2 separate regions of the Sus scrofa genome follow, and region 1 is linked to region 2. Evidence: chromatin contacts called from public HiChIP or PLAC-seq data. All regions are on one chromosome and are shown on one strand. The core of a region is the stretch at or near the end of the contact, and the rest is flanking DNA. Distances in the headings are between cores, read along the strand shown.

The links. HiChIP or PLAC-seq counts read pairs in DNA pulled down with a chosen protein or histone mark.
Region 1: an H3K27ac HiChIP or PLAC-seq map of alveolar macrophages shows a contact between it and region 2. The contact joins two enhancer-like sites. A contact is called at or near these places in 1 of 47 Hi-C or Micro-C datasets (epiblast stem cells) and 1 of 2 datasets of contacts at active chromatin or transcription factors (alveolar macrophages).

The regions. Positions count from the first base shown.
Region 1 is chr8:88,448,028-88,453,161 of Sscrofa11.1, forward strand. No RefSeq gene overlaps it. Among named protein-coding and RNA genes, the nearest start is that of SLC7A11, 160 kb to the right of the region's middle. Within about 2 kb of position 3,079, at least 3 of the 83 cell types and tissues checked have an H3K27ac peak or open chromatin away from gene starts, as enhancers often do. A contact at or near this core is called in alveolar macrophages, where this site is marked.
Region 2 is chr8:88,300,973-88,305,903 of Sscrofa11.1, forward strand. No RefSeq gene overlaps it. Among named protein-coding and RNA genes, the nearest start is that of SLC7A11, 300 kb to the right of the region's middle. Within about 2 kb of position 2,994, at least 1 of the 83 cell types and tissues checked has an H3K27ac peak or open chromatin away from gene starts, as enhancers often do. A contact at or near this core is called in alveolar macrophages, where this site is marked.

The DNA of each region.
Region 1 (5,134 bases), core at 1,829-4,328, 150 kb after region 2:
AAAACAAATTATGAGTGATCCAAACCAAGTACAAAGCGACCTAAATTTCATTATTATTAAATTGAGATTATCTCAATAATAAACTCTAAATGACATTAAACTTTATGATGCAAATAATTTAGGACATGATGTTAAATGAAAGAAGTTAGATACCAAATGAATATCCAATGTGAATTTTACTATATTAAAAACAGCAAAAATAAACAAAACCTCAAAATATATTTTTTTTAAAGTTTCTGTGAAGGCATGCTAATTTTAGCCGTGGTTACTTGTGTGTGGAATTTACACTTTGTAATATATGCTGCAGTGTACCCCTACTGTTGTTAAAAATCTGGAAAATACCATTAAGAAAAGAATTTTCAGAAACTATTTTGTTTTTGTGGTGGGACTTCCAAAAAATGCAAACTACTGCTAGAGAGTTAAGAATGATCAAATTGCAGATGAAAATTATTACAGTTAAGGCAAAACTCTAAAGATGGAACTGAAGGAAACAGAGTTTTATCTTGATGCAGAATTGGAATGGAGGAAGTAAAATATATCTTTGCTGGAATTAAACATCAGGAATCTGGGGAATACATCCAGACATTGAATTATTTGAACAAAAACTCTCAGCCACGCCCTTGGAGGAGTGGCCACGCCCTTGGAGGAGAGGTCATATCAAGGTGAAGGAAAGAGGCCTTGGAAGAGCCACCATGGTAAATCACATAGAGAAACTAACGGGTTATCCCTGGCTTGTGAAAACAGGTGGGTTGAGAATTTGCCCTAGGCCTTTGTGATTTCATCTTAAAGGGACCCTTTCTTTCTTTAAATTACTGCTACTTATTCTTTGTAGCGTTCTGTATTTACTTTTAGAGTAAGAAAGGTAAGGAGAGAGATGTTGTCCTTGTCCATAACCTTGTACCTTCTCTCTCTCTTTTACTTTTCTGTTTGTCTTCTTTGTCCTTTACTAGGTTAGATATTCTTCACTGAAATACTGTTGAAAAAATAAAATACATCACTATTTTATATTACTTTATAAATCTTCATACAATTTCATGTTCACCGTCTTGTCGTATCTTCTTAGGAACTTACAAATTAAATGGAATTGCTATTATTAAAGCTTTTGAAAGCTACACAAGCTGGGGCATGTCTGAAATGTGATGGAGCAAGAGTTCTAATTCACATTAAGGCTCTTCGCCCCCCAAAATAGTTCCCTATAGTGTACTGCCTCTAGGGTGTGGTTCTTTAAGGCCTAAGAAATAAGATACAGTCAGTTAGGAAGTGTCTATTTAAAATAAACGAAGCAAATGCTCATATATCTTATGCACACATTAGATAATTTTTAAAAGTAGATTACCTGTTTCATTGGAGTAAAACAGACATTGAGGTCTTAACCTCTGTGGAATAAGGTGCCCACCTGGGCTATTTTGAGGAGTTAAAATGTAATTTTGGATTTTGGATATTATTTCAAAACATGCAGGGTCTAATTCTTTTTCTTGAATGATAGGAGATCCTTTTGTCCTTTTTTATTCATTAAAAAATAAATGCCATGGATTTGCTGTTGTGGCTCAGTGGGTTAAGAACCTGACTAATATCCATGGGATGTAGGGTCAATCCCTGGCCTCACTCAGTGGGTTAAGGTTCTGGCATTGCCATAAGCTGTGGTGTAGGTTGCAGATGCTGCTTGGATCTGGTGTTGTCATGGCTCATGGCTGTGGCATAGGCCTCGGCTGCAGCCCCAGTTCAACCCCTAGCCTAGGAACTTCCATGTGCCATGGCCATAAAAAGAAAAAAAAAATAAGGCCAAATATTGTGCTAGACACCTTCAAATCACTAGTGAATAGTCTCAAAATGACATTTCCTGCCCCCATTGTTTCCCTAAAGGAAAGCAAAGTTATAATCTTATATGATACTCTATAATTTAAGTTCTTGGTTTAATATTGTAATTTTATGCCTCATGCTTACATCTGCATTTTAATAAATGCAAAACAATGTGCAGTTCTTGGTATGTCTCCAGGGATATGTTTTCTATCCTTTTGTTATTTTGCATTGATTTAGAGCCTCTTCTCTGGGCGGTTTTGCTGTCATAAGTTGTGTCTTTAAGTGATGGCAATATTATCATGCAGAAGACTAATGTTTCCATTAATGCCTAAGTTATTATTTAAAAGGATAATTATAATAATTCTTCACGAGAATCTTTACCTTCCTGGAAGGCAAGGGAGAGGCATGTTAGATGATTCCTTCTCAGCAGCTCAGGAAAATGGAGCTATTTGAAGTCTGGTGACTTCCTATGTCCCTAGGTATAGATCAGACATGAAGGAGTGACTAGCAGTCCTTGACCCAGTGGTGACAACTGACATGGTTCCTTTTCAGGATGGCTTCCCTGTTTCAAGACAATTTGCTGAGTTACGCTCTGCCCCTTTCCTTTGCATATCCTTTCCTGGGGAAGCAATTTTGGCCCCTGGTATCACCATTCTCTCTCTTTTTTTTTTCTTTTTTAAGCTCTGTAGTGCGGCATATGGAAGTCCTCAAGCTTAAGGGTTGAATTTGAGTTGCAGCCACAGCCCTACACCACAGCCACAGCAATGCCAGATCCAAGCTGAGTCTGGTTTGTGACCTGCACCACAACTCGCAGTGACACCTGATCCTTAACCCATTGAACTGGGCAAGGGATCAAACCTGAGTCCTCATGGTTACTAGTCAGGTTCATTATCACTAAGCCACACTGGGAAGTCCACCATTTTCTCTTAAAAAGCAACTGCCACATTGAACTGCTATGACTTGCATCCTCCAGCCAGAAAGCAGTCTTGACTTGGCCTCCCTCTATCCTTTTAAACATGGTCTGTGGAATGAGACTTTCCCATCCCTGTACGAAAAGTTAGGCAGGCTCCATGGCTTTTCTCATAACTCTTGGGAAATATGGTTTTCTGGTAACTTCAGATCATAGACAACTGTCTGAGTTTAGCAATTTTACTGTCAGTTGCATGTCATAATAAAAACTTTTGTTTGGTGTTAATGTTGAGGCTTCTTCCTGTCTAGCAGCTCAGATGGAAGCCTGGATTTGAAGTGGGGGTTGGAGAGATTTATTACCTAATCTTCTTCTCCTTTCTTCTCTGACTCACCCATAGAAGTTTCTGACTCTTCAAGGGTTGGGAGTGAAGAAGAAGAAGAGGTAAAAAAAGACAGTGAGGACATTATTTCACGGCTCCTCATGCGGTGATGCAGCATCTTGGCAGGTGTTTACAGCTGACAACCTAATAGATGTTTATTGTTGACTCTTTTGTGAGAGCTTTGTGAGTTTCTGCACTTTGCTGCAAGATCTCAAGCAGGGTCAGCTTGCTCTTGGCTGTATGATTAGTACATGTGTCTTTTTCTAGTAGAATATGATCCTTTATTACTTTGGCACAAGCCATGCATTTTATTCAGTGCCTGATAAATGTGTAATATTCAACCGAAGACGGACAAATAAACAGTACGTTAAACCAGGCTGGTTAGTCAATCTAGGGGAAAAAGTTTATACTGACAGGATGTATGGGGTAGAAGAAAGTACAGATAAACACAGTATTAAGATAATATTGATATTGCAAGTAGACAGGTATAGAAATGATGGGATTGAAGTCATCACAATGGGAAAAGACATCCGGGAAAAGAAAGAAGAACATAAAGATAGAAGTTGTGTTGCCAAATAAAGAGAATCTGCATGTGATTGTCTGTGAATCAGAAACTGGAAATGTAAAAGAGGAAGTTATACAAGTATATTGTATTTGTGGTTGGGCAGAAAATAATTTCACAACAGCATACGACCTAGCAGGATTGAACAGCTCAAAGTATCTTTGCCCAAATGCTTCTAAGGATTTAAGTAGTCAATAAAAACAAGGAAGAAAACAGATCAATAGATATCATTATTCTTTTATAAGAGAAGTTTTATATGTTTTTTCTTTTTTTGTAAAAAGGCTGGAAGTATGTTATAAACAGAAATTAAATGGTTGAAATAAGAGCTTAATTTAAAAGCAATAAGGCCACTAATATGCTCACTAAATATCAGCTGACTATTAGGAACCTATTTAATGAGATTCCCAGCCACTAAAACCACCATGTCTATCTGTTAAGTAGCTGTTAAATATCAATAATTTTGTTTGTTATGAAAATATAGTTAAACTATATTATAACACAGTAGGAAAGCTACAAATAATCCTAAGTAATATTTTTGAGTGCTTATTATAAGCCAGGCACTCTTCTGTAGTTTCCTGGGCGGGCTACCAGGTCAGTATCATTGTGTCCTCATTCACAGTTGGGGGAACCCAGGCCTAACTGAGCATAATTAACCTGCTAAGTTCACACAGCTGGTTAGTGGTGTGAAGCTTGAACCAAGGCAGTCTGACTCCAGAACCCATGTTCCTACCCAGTGGCATCTGCCATAAAAAGTGTCCAGCAGCCCTAGTGCAAATCTGATAATGGCAGCCTTACCAGCTATCTAGAGGCTGGGTGATCTGATTTTCAGCCCAGACCTTCTTGTGGTCTTTGTCACACTGGTGGTAGGAGGTAGTTGATGATCTGTTGACTGCAGGTTGTCATCTGTTACAAGTCCTAACAATCATGGCTGCCCATACCTTCAGCCAGATTAAGAACTGGAGACAGGAAAGCAGGGTTCCTGAAGTCTCAACCCTCCTAACTCTTTCTTTGTCTCAGGTTTTTTAATCTTTCATCACCTGCTGCCCTCAAATCCATCATCCTTTTGTTAACCACCTGAAACTCTTTCTCTTCCTCCTGCATTACCTCATTTTGATGCTTCCATTTTGCTTGTTCCCTGGGTTGGCGGTGATGTTATAGGGTAAAAACATTTCTTAAAGATTCTCTGATTGCTGAGAGTAGAGAGTAAGTGTTGGTAGAAATCTGGTGGCACAGGGGACCACCCCAAGGTTTTGCATTGTAGTATCATATTACAGTTCTTATTTGCAGCAAACCGTGAATAATGAAAGCCTAAGACAAAACAGAACAAACTCTGAAAAGGAATGTTGTGCTCACATAATTGTTGCTCATCAAAACCACATTTAATAATTACAGCCCATAGCAGGATTTGACTCTCTGCAACATCATTAATAATTAATCCCCTAAACATATTGTTGACTGCTAATGAATACATTCCAAGTTTATT
Region 2 (4,931 bases), core at 1,744-4,243:
ACGGAGGGATTTGGAAGAACTGCTTGATTTTGACAGAGGTCTCATGAATAGTGCTGTGATGAACATTCTCATGGGTATCTTTTGGTAACAGGTGTGTTGGTAATATGTGTGCACTCTCATTGGAAACGTCTGTATTGGAGGAACCGGGTGTGGGGATATTCAGTTTAGGAGAAACTGCTAAACAGTTTTCCAAAACTACTTTCAGACCTTTTGATTTTGGAATATATCATCTATTAAAAATTAAATGACAATACAAAAAATAAGACTATAAAAAAGCAGAGTTGATATAGTCAAAATGTGGGATTATCTAGCAATCGATAAAGGAAAAACTGTATTTTATGGACAAAAATATCCTGGTTTTCAGAAAGATATATATTATGCTGAAGCAAATCCAATTTGTCAAGATCTATTGCAGCTGGGACCAAATATACCGCAAGAGCATTTGAGTCTTTCTGCTCTAATTCCATGTTCATTAAGCACACTCTCAGTTATGAATTCTGTTTCCCAAGGTACCTGGCGTATAAGACACCCCTTCTACTTTGCTTCACATCCTTTTGGGCTCACATCTGATTTCAGCTATAGCTAGAAGAACTAGTTGTGATCTGTGCAGGTTTTGCCTCACATTGTGCTGGAGGTATCAGGCCTCCGGCATGCCTTGTGTGAAGTTTACTTTTGGCCCTAGGGCTTGTTCTGTGACACAGTCTGGGACACAGAAGAGGGCCCTGATGTGGGAATGTTGGAGAGCTAGCATTTCCTGGGGCAGTGCTCAGCCAGTGATGGATAAATGCTTTGCTCAAGTTCTGGATCTTTTCCTGAGTCAATCCTAGCCCCTGAACCAGTTCCAGGAGGCTTTATGTTAAGCAGCATGGAAGTTGGGTTCTTTTACCCTTTAACATCAGCACTAATGTGATGTCTGTGATCCATATTCAGTTGCATACATTTAAATTCTGGAAAAATGTTGTAAATTCTGTGTGAAGTTTGGAACCTGAGGGCTGGGCCAGATAGGAGAGCAGACTCCATAGTCCCGCTGAGTATTTCGTCTGTGAACATTGATGGCAAATCCTGTCTAGATTGTGAAAGATCCTATGGAAGATGCTGCAGTTCCAAGCCTGCATATTATCCCTGTCTGCCAGCCGCTGGCCAGCTGTCATGAAGAATGCCCAAACTGTATGCTAATACAGTAACTCAGATGCTCCACCCTCTACTCTCAGGGTGACCAGGCTGTTGACCTTCATGTGACTCTATCTTATACCAGGTATTTTTCAAACCTTCACACAAAGCAAGTTCCTCACACAATTACAACTTGAGCTTCCATACTGCCCCCTTACAATTTATGAACATTTCCACCGCAAGAGCTGACCCGACCTTAAAGATTTCCTATGCTGCCCTCAGTGCGACAGAACAAGGACAGTTGTAGAGCCACGGCTTGTAAGCACTGTGGAGGAAAGAGATCCAGACAGATATCCAGAGTGAAGCCTGGGTTTGCTCTTCTTCTTCTTTTTTTTTTTTTTGCTATTTCTTGGGCCGCTCCTGCAGCATATGGAGGTTCCCAGGCTAGGGGTCTAATTGGAGCCGCAGCCACCAGCCTACACCAGAGCCACAGCAACTTGGGATCTGAGCCGCATCTGCAATCTACACCACAGTTCACGGCAACGCTGGATGGTTAACCCACTGAGCAAGGGCAGGGACTGAACCCGCACCCTCTTGGTTCCTAGTCGGATTTGTTAACCACTGCACCACGACGGGAACTCCTGGGTTTGCTCTTCTTATGCCATAGACATGCTCTTTGAGCATAAAGCAGGGAAAGTTCCTGGACCCCTGTCAAATAGTTCAGGTCATAAATGGGGAGATATCTCTTCTCTTACTTCCCTCTTCCAGGTGAATATTGGAAGACCCTTTTCTGGACCCTCCTTTGTACCCCATATTCAGCATAACCTGCTCAAGGGTTTTAAAGTGTGCAGGATCTGCTGGAATGGGAGGTCTGTGTACTGCAGACCATGTTTCACCTTCAGCGAATGGCTACTATTTAGAAGCCTCTCACTAGTCACATCCAGAGAATCCCTGGCCTCATGTGCTAGAAGGCCCAGCTTCTATCTGTCATATTCTTTGTATCTCTCCTTCTTTGTAGTTCTGTGGGTTTTTTCTTTCTCTTTAAAATACCTCTTTTTCCATTTCTCTCTTTTTCTCCCTCAGTTGTCAACTGCCTCTTTAGGCTTTTATTGAATAGAGTTCTATGTTTTGATTTCAATGCTTAATTTAAATATAACAGGGGCAGATTTGACTTCAGTATAACTTGGAATTTTTTTTTTTCCATCGTAAGCAAGTATGCGTCTGGTTATGAAACTCTGTGATCTCTGGTGAAGTTATTTTTCATTCTGGATCTGTAAGCAATCCCATTTGATAGGTGGGTTCTGATCCAATCACCATTACCATAATGCTGCTTTTTCCAATGTGGCAGATGTAAACTGTTCTACTACAGTGGGGTTATATCAGTCAGGGTCCCAGCGGGAAACAGATGACATACTCTAAATGGGTTAATTTAATGAAAGTTTATTCTCAGAGTCTCTATTTAAAAAGGCATGGTATAAGGGAACCACAGGGAGTGGTGGTATGGCAGAAGTGGAGGTGTTACTACCCCTGAGCTCACAGAACTTGCAGAGCCTTAGTTTCCTGGGGAAGAGCAGTAACATTTTCAGGGGGATTTCCATCTTGAATCAAACTTGCAGGGAGGGAGCCTTTACTTTTCTTCACAGAACCGCCTGGGGTTTCCATTCACTGAACTCTACTGAAGCCAGAGGATTTTGATGTCATCACAAGTCAGCTGCCTGGGAGCAGAGACCAAGATGGTGGAAATAGGAGAGTGGCTTTGGAGGGGCTAAAAGTAGATATCTAGCACAAGGATCCTGGTTTTGCAAGTCTATACTCATTTAAGTCATGATTAAGTATCATTTAAGCCTTACCACTCTGGGTGAGGAACTCAATATTATTAGTCATTTGTTAGTCATCCCTTATTTTGGGTCACAACCATTATTTTGGGTTATATATAATTACATACAACTTCTGTGGTTCTGACCAGATGTCTTCTGGCCATCTCTCCTGGTTGTATATAAAGCCCTGTGGAAGGCTGATCCTCTACTGTCTCTCTGGAATTGCTGTTCAGGGAAACTCAGCTGCTGAGTGTTTTTTTTCTTGTTGTTTTTTTTTTTTTTTTTTTTTTTTTTTTTTTTCACAATTCAGAGGTTCCCCTTTCAGAAACCATGAGTCTTCTTCCATTTCCCATTCCTCATGTTGGTTCCTTCACCTGCACTTGAAACACATGATCTCCTTCATTTCCCCATTTGACAATGTGGTCAAATCTCTTAGTGGACTTAGATCAGCATTGGAATACTCACATCTCTACAGGGACCAGACAGGTATTTAAATGAGTGTTGGGTGGATAAGTATAGGGTGGAGCTGTAAGTCCAAGAAATATTTCACATTCCTTTTATTCTACAGTCAGGTAAATCACAGAGCCAACGTGATGCTAAATGACAGCTAAAGCTTGAATTCAAGAAATAGTGGGGCACTGGCTTCTCTACTTTAGCTGTTTGCTTCCAACTGGGACTATAAGCTATTTTAAGATACATTGGTAATTCAGATTTTCATGTAAAACCTCTAAATTTTTCAGCACTGACAATGGGAAGCTATAGCAAGATATGAAGAGAAATACTGCAGTGTTACAAGGAGGGGATTAAGAAATAAACTTTTTGGGGGATAATTTACAAAGCTGAGGGTCAAGACAATAGGCAGGTAGTTCCCTGCCCTTTCATCATCCCACAGGGGAGTGGGCTGGGTCACATGAAGCTGCTAGACCTCAACTTCCTTTGGAAGAACTGTGCACACTTGCTACTATTATTATTTCTAGTAATGCATGTGTGAAAAACCATCTGGGTGTAGGGAATAGAGTTTTGAGCTTAGGCAATAAGCAATGTGGAGTAAACACCATCTATGCAGGGAGTTGTTTGGAAATACCAGATGTTACCTGGCAAAATCATAAGAAGTTGGAGTTGCCTTCCTGAGAGAAGGAAGCCCTGTTCCAACGGAAAGTTGGGCTCCCCAAGTGCTGGTTAGCTCATTGCTAAAAACTTGAGTTTTGTTAGATATTCTTGTTTATTTCTCTCTACTGCTGCTAATTCAGAAGTTTTGAAATAAATGCCACTAAAGATATGCCAAAAAAAAACCCAAAACAAAACATGTCTTGAGTTTGAGAAACTTTCAAATAGAAATTGGAAAATGAAATATCTACCTAGGGATTTTCTACAAAGGTGAAGACTAGTCTTAAACCTGAATTTCAACTCTCACACTGAAAAGACATCCTCCTTTCCCCTGAGGTCAGGGAAAACCCAAATATTAGGAGGAAATTAAATGACTCACTATTCTCCTGGGGAACAGAGGGATACATTTCATTTTTTCCTGATGAATCTGTAGCAGATAAAAGCAAAATGCAAGATGTTTTTCAATACCCTGTTATAGTAGATTCTTTTAAAAAAAGTTTTATCGAAGTATAGTTGATTTATAATGTGATAATTTCTTCTGACAACAGAATGTTTCAGTTATACATATACACACATCCTTTTTTTTCAGATTCTTTCCCCATATAGATTATTATAGAATATTGAGTAGAGTTCCCTGTGCTATACAGTAGGTCCCCATTGGCCAATCATTCTATACACCACTGTGTGCATATGCCAATCTTGAGCCCTCAGTTCATCTCTTCCCCCCAACCTGTCTCTTTTGGTAAAAAAAGTCTGCAAGTCTGTTTCTGTTCTGCAAACAAGTTCATTTGTATCCTTTTTTTTTAGATTCCACATATAAGTGATATCATACAGTGTTTGTCTTTCACTGGCCAACTTCATTTAGCATGGTAATCTCTAGGTCCATCCATGTTGCTG